Regions from separate parts of the Sus scrofa genome. Here region 2 is linked to region 1. A link is a contact called in public Hi-C data. All regions are on one chromosome and are shown on one strand. Each heading gives the region's core, a stretch centred on a gene start, on an enhancer-like site or on the middle of the called end of the contact. The rest is flanking DNA. Distances are from core to core; before and after follow the strand shown. Region 1 holds the start of SLC25A25 (solute carrier family 25 member 25). Region 2 holds the start of PTGES2 (prostaglandin E synthase 2).

Region 1 (3,323 bases), core at 477-2,976:
GCCAGACTGGGCGGGAGAGGTCACTCACTCTGTGTCAGGGTGACTGTGGCTGCGGCTGCAGTGGCTGTGGGTCCAAGGGCCACGGGGTGGATCTCTGTGGTACTGGGCAGGCTGATGATGGTGGCCTCGCCCAGGAGGTTGCAGATGCGTTGTTGCATGGGGGTGAGCAGTACGGGGCTACAGCTGGGCCACCACCGCCACTGCCACCACCTGTCCCAGGCCCACCGGCTCCGTCGTCCTCAGTGGGCCCTGGGGCCTCACCACCCTCCACAGCCGCCCGGACCTGGGCAACCTTGCGACGGACCTCGGTCTTGAGATCAGACCACTTTTTCTTGACCTCGGGCAGCTCCCTGCGGCAGGTGGCCACGGCATTGACCCTTCTCAGGATGCCATGCCACGCTGCGCTCTTGGCAGCCAGAGGGACCCCGGCGTTGAAGTGGTTCACCAGCAGGTGCTTCTTCAATTCCAACTCCTCCACGATGATCTCCACCTCTCGCTCAGAGAAGTTCATCTTCCTCTTCTTGGCTGGGACAGCCATGGCCTCTCCCCACCCCGCCTTTTAAATAAATTATAATCCCCTACCCGCCCAAATTCCCCTTCTCTTCTCCCTTAGCCTCGCTCCTCACCCACCCCCTCCTACAGAGGATAGGCTGGGCTTGTCCAAGGCCAAGCACCAGGCCTTTGGTAACCCCCCTCGTTACGCAAACTGCGTAGGGCCCAGCTCCGACTCGCTCAGCCGCTGCCAGCCAGCTGCGTAATGGCTTCCTGAATCTGCCTCTTCCGCCGGGATGTGCGGAGATCCGCCCACTTCCCCTCTTCCCGCCTCCCAGAGCTTCTCCAGGGGACCCACCCTCCCGGTTGGCCGAGGCTCACAGATTACGTCGCTCACTGGTTCTTTCCATCTGTCATTCAACCAAGGGCCCGCCTATTTACTGAAATTGGCCTGATGATTGGTCTAAAGGCGTGTCTGTCGCTACGGAGCGCGCCACCCAACCTAGCCTTAATTCATTTCCATTGGAAAATAGTCATGTCGTTCAATCATCAGTTTTACGAGTTTTGCGCCGTTAAATTCAGCTCTTTTATTTGTGGTTTAGGGAGTTAGATTACCAAAACTCGGCCTCCTGAGGATCTCTAGTGCTTGCGGCCTGAGATGTTGGCCAATTAATTTTTAATTCCATCCAGGTGCGCAAATTCTGCCTTGCAAGCGCATCTCACAGTTGCTCCTCACGTAAATCCTACTTCTCACCGGATATTACAATCTCTACGAATAGGACAGCTCCTCCAATCTTTACGATTCCTTCATCTAAACCACGTTTCTCAATGGAAATATGACACGGGGCCTTCTGCCTGCCAATCACAAGACTTGTGCCTATCACAGCGTGACTTCCTCTCTCGGCCGGACCCAGCCAATCCCCACCTCCCTCAGTTTGAATCGGCCCCTGGCTGAGCAGAGATCGCCCGCCCTCTCCATTGATCTGGGTAAGTCCAGGGCCGCGTGGGCAGTTCTTGGGGAGGCTCCGCCTCTCTAGGTGGCCGTCCGGTCTATGAGTGGCGGGCGTCGTGCCTAGGGGCGTGACCATCCAGGCGGCAAGAGGCGGGGCCGGGCTCCCGGAAGCCGCCCATCCGGCCAGCTTGCCGGCATCCCTGAGCCCGCGCTCAGTGTCTGGGGACACCCGCGTATCTTTCGTGCTCTCCCCGCCGGCCCGTTGCCCTTGCCTCGCGCCCGATGGTGAGCAGTGTGTTGTGCCGCTGCGTGGCTTCCCCGCCGCCGGACGCCGCCGCCACCGCCTCTTCGTCCGCCTCGTCGCCGGCGTCTGTAGACCCGTGCGGCGGCGCCGTCTGCGGGGGCCGGACCACCAGCTGCGCCTGTGGAGCCTCTTCCAGACTCTCGACGTCAACCGCGACGGCGGCTTGTGTGTCAACGACTTAGCAGTGGGGCTTCGGCGCCTGGGACTGCACCGCACTGAGGGCGAGCTCCAGGTAGGCAATGAGCTCTGTCCGCGTGGGCGGGGAGGGGACTCCCTTCGTTCCCCAGCACCTTCGGGAGGTCCAGGTGACAGGTCTGGTCTGCACCATCGCCTTCTTGGGCAATCCCTTGGAGCTTGGTTGTCTTGGTGGATGACCTCTCGGGTGGGCTGGGACCCCCTGGTGACAGATGGCACCCCATTTTCTGGTGGGAGTGGAGCTCCTTCTTGACCTCTGTGGGCTCTTGGGCCAGGAGGAAAGGCTCTCCTGGCTACAGGTGGGCACTCTCTGGACATTCTGATGGTAGAAAAGCCCCTTTCTGGTCGGGCTTTCCCCAAAGTAGAAGGTCAAATCTCAAAAGTTTGCCTTATGTCACCTTCTGACCTCAAGAGTAAGCTTTGATGCTCCCCTCTACCCTTCATTAATGGTTTCATCCATCCTCCTCCAGGGACACCCCTCACTCGCCTCTCCCGCTCCCTTCCATGCCGCCTGTGGGCCCTGATCTGGTTCCTCTCAGAAGCATGTGGAAGTTAGAAAAAAAAAAAGAAACTGGGGTTTCTGATGAATCTGGGGGTGTTGAGAACTGATGATTCTCAGGAGTTAGAGCCATCCCGTGGACACGCTGATTCAGAAGATGGAATTGTGATCTCTTACAGGGTTGCAGATTAGAATGAAAGAATTAGGGGGAAATCCTTCCTAAAAGTGAAAGTGTGACCCACCCAGGAGGGGGTATTGTTACTCTTGTCCTCCAATAGGCTCCCAGCCAAGGAGGAAGGGCAGACAAGAAGTGCTGTCCTTTCAGTATTAAAAACCTCAAGCAGAGGCTGTTTCTCTCCCTTCTGTCTCTCATGGTATGTTTCTCCATCTGACTTTGTAGCTGTGGCTGTCCTTTTCCACATGGTTCATCTATTATGGCTTAGCCCGATTTATAAACCTGGAGGAAAACTAATGAGCCCTTTACCTAGTAACCTGTTTCTCTTCGAAGTTTGTTCCTTTGGTCTGTTTATACACAGCGCAATTAGAGAATCTCTCAGAGCTAAGAGTGGGGAAACATCTGGTCCAATCCCTGTGAATTCAACCAATTTATGGACTGGGTAGTTTAACGTGAAGTGTTTTAAACTCATGTCCAAAATATCTTGGCTCAACATCCAAGATGTATAACCTACTCAGGATCAGCCTAGGAGACCAAGGGTAACCCTGTGCAAGAGAGAATCACTGGGTTAAGTCCGGGAGCAGAGAGACAAGTTTAAAAAAAAAAAAACAGAAAAAATCTTCGAACACAAGTTTTATGCAGAATGTTGTTGTGAGCTGGATATTTTCCAATCCATAACTGATGAGTAAGTCACTTGGAAAGACAG
Region 2 (3,125 bases), core at 205-2,704, 60 kb after region 1:
CTGCATAGAACATGCACAGCAGGAGAGCCCCAGGTAAGCTCGCTGCAGATTCCTATCTGAAAGGCACAGCTGCAGTCGCCTCGCCCCCGACGCTGTTCAGAGATGGGAGACTGAAGCTGGACCATGGGTGGGGGGGGGGGTGGACAGGGAGATACAGAGAAATCTACTCCCCATCTGCCATTCTGGTTCCCTTGGATTCCGAAACCAGGCGCCTGTGGGGTGTGATGGGACGGGGCTGGTGCTGTGTACAAAGCATCGTAAGGGCAGCTAGGGTCATCGGTTTCGTAAAAACACTAATAATAGTACTAATAAATAAACACACAACCTCAGGATTTGGAGACGGTAGGAGGGAGACAAACGTTTGCTAAAGTGATAAACTGTGAAAGAGGCTTTCCGTTTCAGTGATCGCCAAATCTTTCTATTAAGAAGTCTTAAAGCCGGTTAGAAAAACGACCTTAAAACAAAGACAATTCTCGTTAGCTGACATTAGCGCCCCATTTCACAGATGAGGACGCTGAGGGATCAGAGACTTAAAACCAAGTCACTCGCTCAAGGTCAAGAATGGACAGAGGAGACGATTCCTGACCCCGCCGGTTCCCAGAAGTCCCGAAGTTCGGCGCTGATCCCAGCGCCCCCACCCAAGGCTCGGTCTGGCCAGGGCTTACCTGCGCGGCTGTGCGCTCCGCTCGGAGGTCCTGGGCGCGAAGGTGCCACCGCACGGTGTGGTACAGCCCCAGGGCGCCCCCCAAGGCCAGTGCTGCCGCCCCCAGGAGCCGTGGGCCCCCCTTGCGGGTGGTGGCGGTGGGGCCTGGGCCTCCCGCCGCTCCGGTGAAGCCCGCCCGGCTCTGCTCGGGGAGTCTTAGAGAGGGACGACCGCCCAGTCTCCAGGCCAGGGCGCGCCCGCTGGGCCAGAGAACCCGTGCAGCATGGGCCATGTTCGTTTCGCCGGCACCGCGGGAGGGCGCGAGAAACAAAGATGGCCCGGGCTCAGGCTCTCTCTAAAGGGGCGGGTCTCCGGCGCCTGGAGGTTGCCAGGGGTGACTGTGAAGCGGAGCGGGAAGGGACAGCTCTCATGGGACGGGGCGTGAGTCCCCGGCACCCAGCTTTCACACACCCGTCAGAAACAAAGAAACATCTAGGGAGATCTGCTAACTGTCCCCGCTTCTAACGCGTAGATGTAACCGGTCGCGGCGGTGACCCGGAGCCGAACGTAGGAACTCGGCCGCGTAGTTCGCCTTATGGCCCTCAGCGTCATCCGTAATATGCAACCAATAGAAAGAGATTGAACCCTTTAGGATACTGGGGATAGCGTCACGGCATCGGGTCCAGGAAAGCCACGGAAACTGCCCACCGGACCCGCAGTAGGTGGGAGCCCGCGACTGGGGCTTTTTCTGCCCTCCCGCACCGCTGCCCAATTTCTTCTGTAACCTGAACCATAAAATTTTCCGTGCACTCTGGGGGCTTTAGAAACCACGTGTCTCAGATTTCTCCCAACCCGAGGCGCCGGCTGGCCGACCCGCAGGTCCCCAGCGGCAGGATGGAACAGAGAGAATTGGGGTCCCAAGATATTCTGTCCCTCTGTCGGGCTCCTTCGCCCAAGTCGAGGGCCCGAGCCTCAGCCACCTAGGCTTCTCGGCGGGCAGCCCCAGGTTGGCCCCGCCCGGCGATCGCGAGTGGAGCGGTGCTCCTGGAGTGGGAGGGGGGATTTGTAGGCGGAACAGGTTGTGGGCGGGGCAAGACAGAGATTGAAAGACAGGCGGGCACAGAGCTTGACTGCCCCAGAAGAAGAGAGAGCAGGGCTGCTCAGAGGAACCTGCTCTGGATGGGGCGGGGCGGATCAGGGGCGGAGCTCGGGCCTCGGGGCTCCGACCCTGGGGTCAGGGCACCAGCCATCCGAGTGGGTTCCTTTGCCGCTTTCCACTCTTCCAGCTCTGAGTTCCTTCCACCGCCTCCACCTTCCTCCTGGTGCCGGCTGTCTGCGCGACCCTCGCCGCCTTGGATCGTCCCGCGGTCCTTATGGCGCCCTAGCCCGCAATGTCGGGACCTGGGCTCGGAAGGCGGGAACGACGGCTTTGGAGAAGCAGGCGACCCAGAGGGGCTGCTGAGGCGACATTTGCTTTTTCGGGGGTGCTCTCTTGGGAAGAGACCTGGGGTGTGGGATAGGGGCCGGGAAGGAACAGCAGAGCCCTCCTCCATCCCCTCGCCCCCGGGTGGGTCCGGAGCTGCAGGCGTGCTCCCGGGGTTCAGGGCGAGCACTGCTAGCGGGTCTCTGGAAACTGCAGCGTTCAAGAACTGTGGCCACAGGCCACAGATGAGGAAACTGGGGGCCTTTGGATTTGGATTTGTTCTAGCCACTTCTTTCAGGCCCGTTGGAGACGGGGGCTCCTCAAGAGGGCGGGGCCGGGCGTGGACCCTCTGGGTGGGCGTGCCAATTTGCTGAATCAGCATCCCCTGCCCCCTTTGCTGGTGTGGCCTGAAGCCCTGGTGAATGTGACTTGCTTACAGAAGCCGCCTGTTGCCTGCATAGCACTGCGGGGGGTGGGGTGGGGGTGTGGAGAGAGAACCTTCAGCTCCCTTCTCACCTTCTGGAGCCTCCGTTTCCCCATCTGCAAAATAAGAATGACGGGTAGTGTCTCCTGCATTGAGATGGGCCAGGATTAAATGAGAAAACGAATGGGCAGAGCCTGGAGGCTGGTGAGGCCAGTGTTTTAGAGAAGCCTATTTTTTGCCCACTCAGCAGCTTCTCCACCTTTGCCAAGTATAGGAAGGAAACCCAGTGATCCAATCTTCCACCAAACCACTTGGCAAATTCTCCCTTGTGTCCTCCTGGAAAGATTGGCAAGAGGTAGGGTCAGGCCTGCATCTCTGCCTGCCATCCAGTGCTCACTACCCTGGGTCCCTGTACTGCCTCTTCCTTAATTCATTCCAGCCAGGGGGGTCTCCTGCCTGTGGCTGAGCTGGATGGTTGCTCAAGTCTGAGCAAATCCCAGGAATGGTTGTGCTTTTCCCTGTTGCTGTGCAACATCTGGGGACAGGTGACTGAGACTCAGGGTTCTCATACAGAAGAGAGGACAGAGCCTCTGTCCAGGCATAGCCCAGATCCTACCAGCCCAGGAGCCCCATTC

Evidence for each region. A called contact is a pair of places that touch in the nucleus more often than the background predicts.
Region 2: a contact with region 1 is called in a Hi-C map of skeletal muscle, with 2.4 times the contacts expected there. The contact joins the promoter of PTGES2 here to the promoter of SLC25A25 in region 1. A contact is called at or near these places in 2 of 5 promoter capture datasets (fetal liver and liver), 20 of 47 Hi-C or Micro-C datasets (blood, embryonic fibroblasts, epiblast stem cells and 9 more) and 2 of 2 datasets of contacts at active chromatin or transcription factors (alveolar macrophages and skeletal muscle).

Annotation. Positions count from the first base shown.
Region 1 is chr1:268,530,026-268,533,348 of Sscrofa11.1, forward strand. SLC25A25 (solute carrier family 25 member 25) reads left to right here and starts at 1,727. Exons shown (of 11, transcript NM_001164510.1): 1 at 1,727-1,848; 2 at 1,851-1,980. The coding sequence starts at 1,727. NAIF1 (nuclear apoptosis-inducing factor 1) reads right to left here and starts at 1,503. Exons shown (of 5, transcript XM_003480616.4): 1 at 181-1,503; 2 at 29-178. The coding sequence starts at 538.
Region 2 is chr1:268,589,902-268,593,026 of Sscrofa11.1, forward strand. PTGES2 (prostaglandin E synthase 2) reads right to left here and starts at 1,455. Exons shown (of 7, transcript XM_001927936.5): 1 at 666-1,455. The coding sequence starts at 935.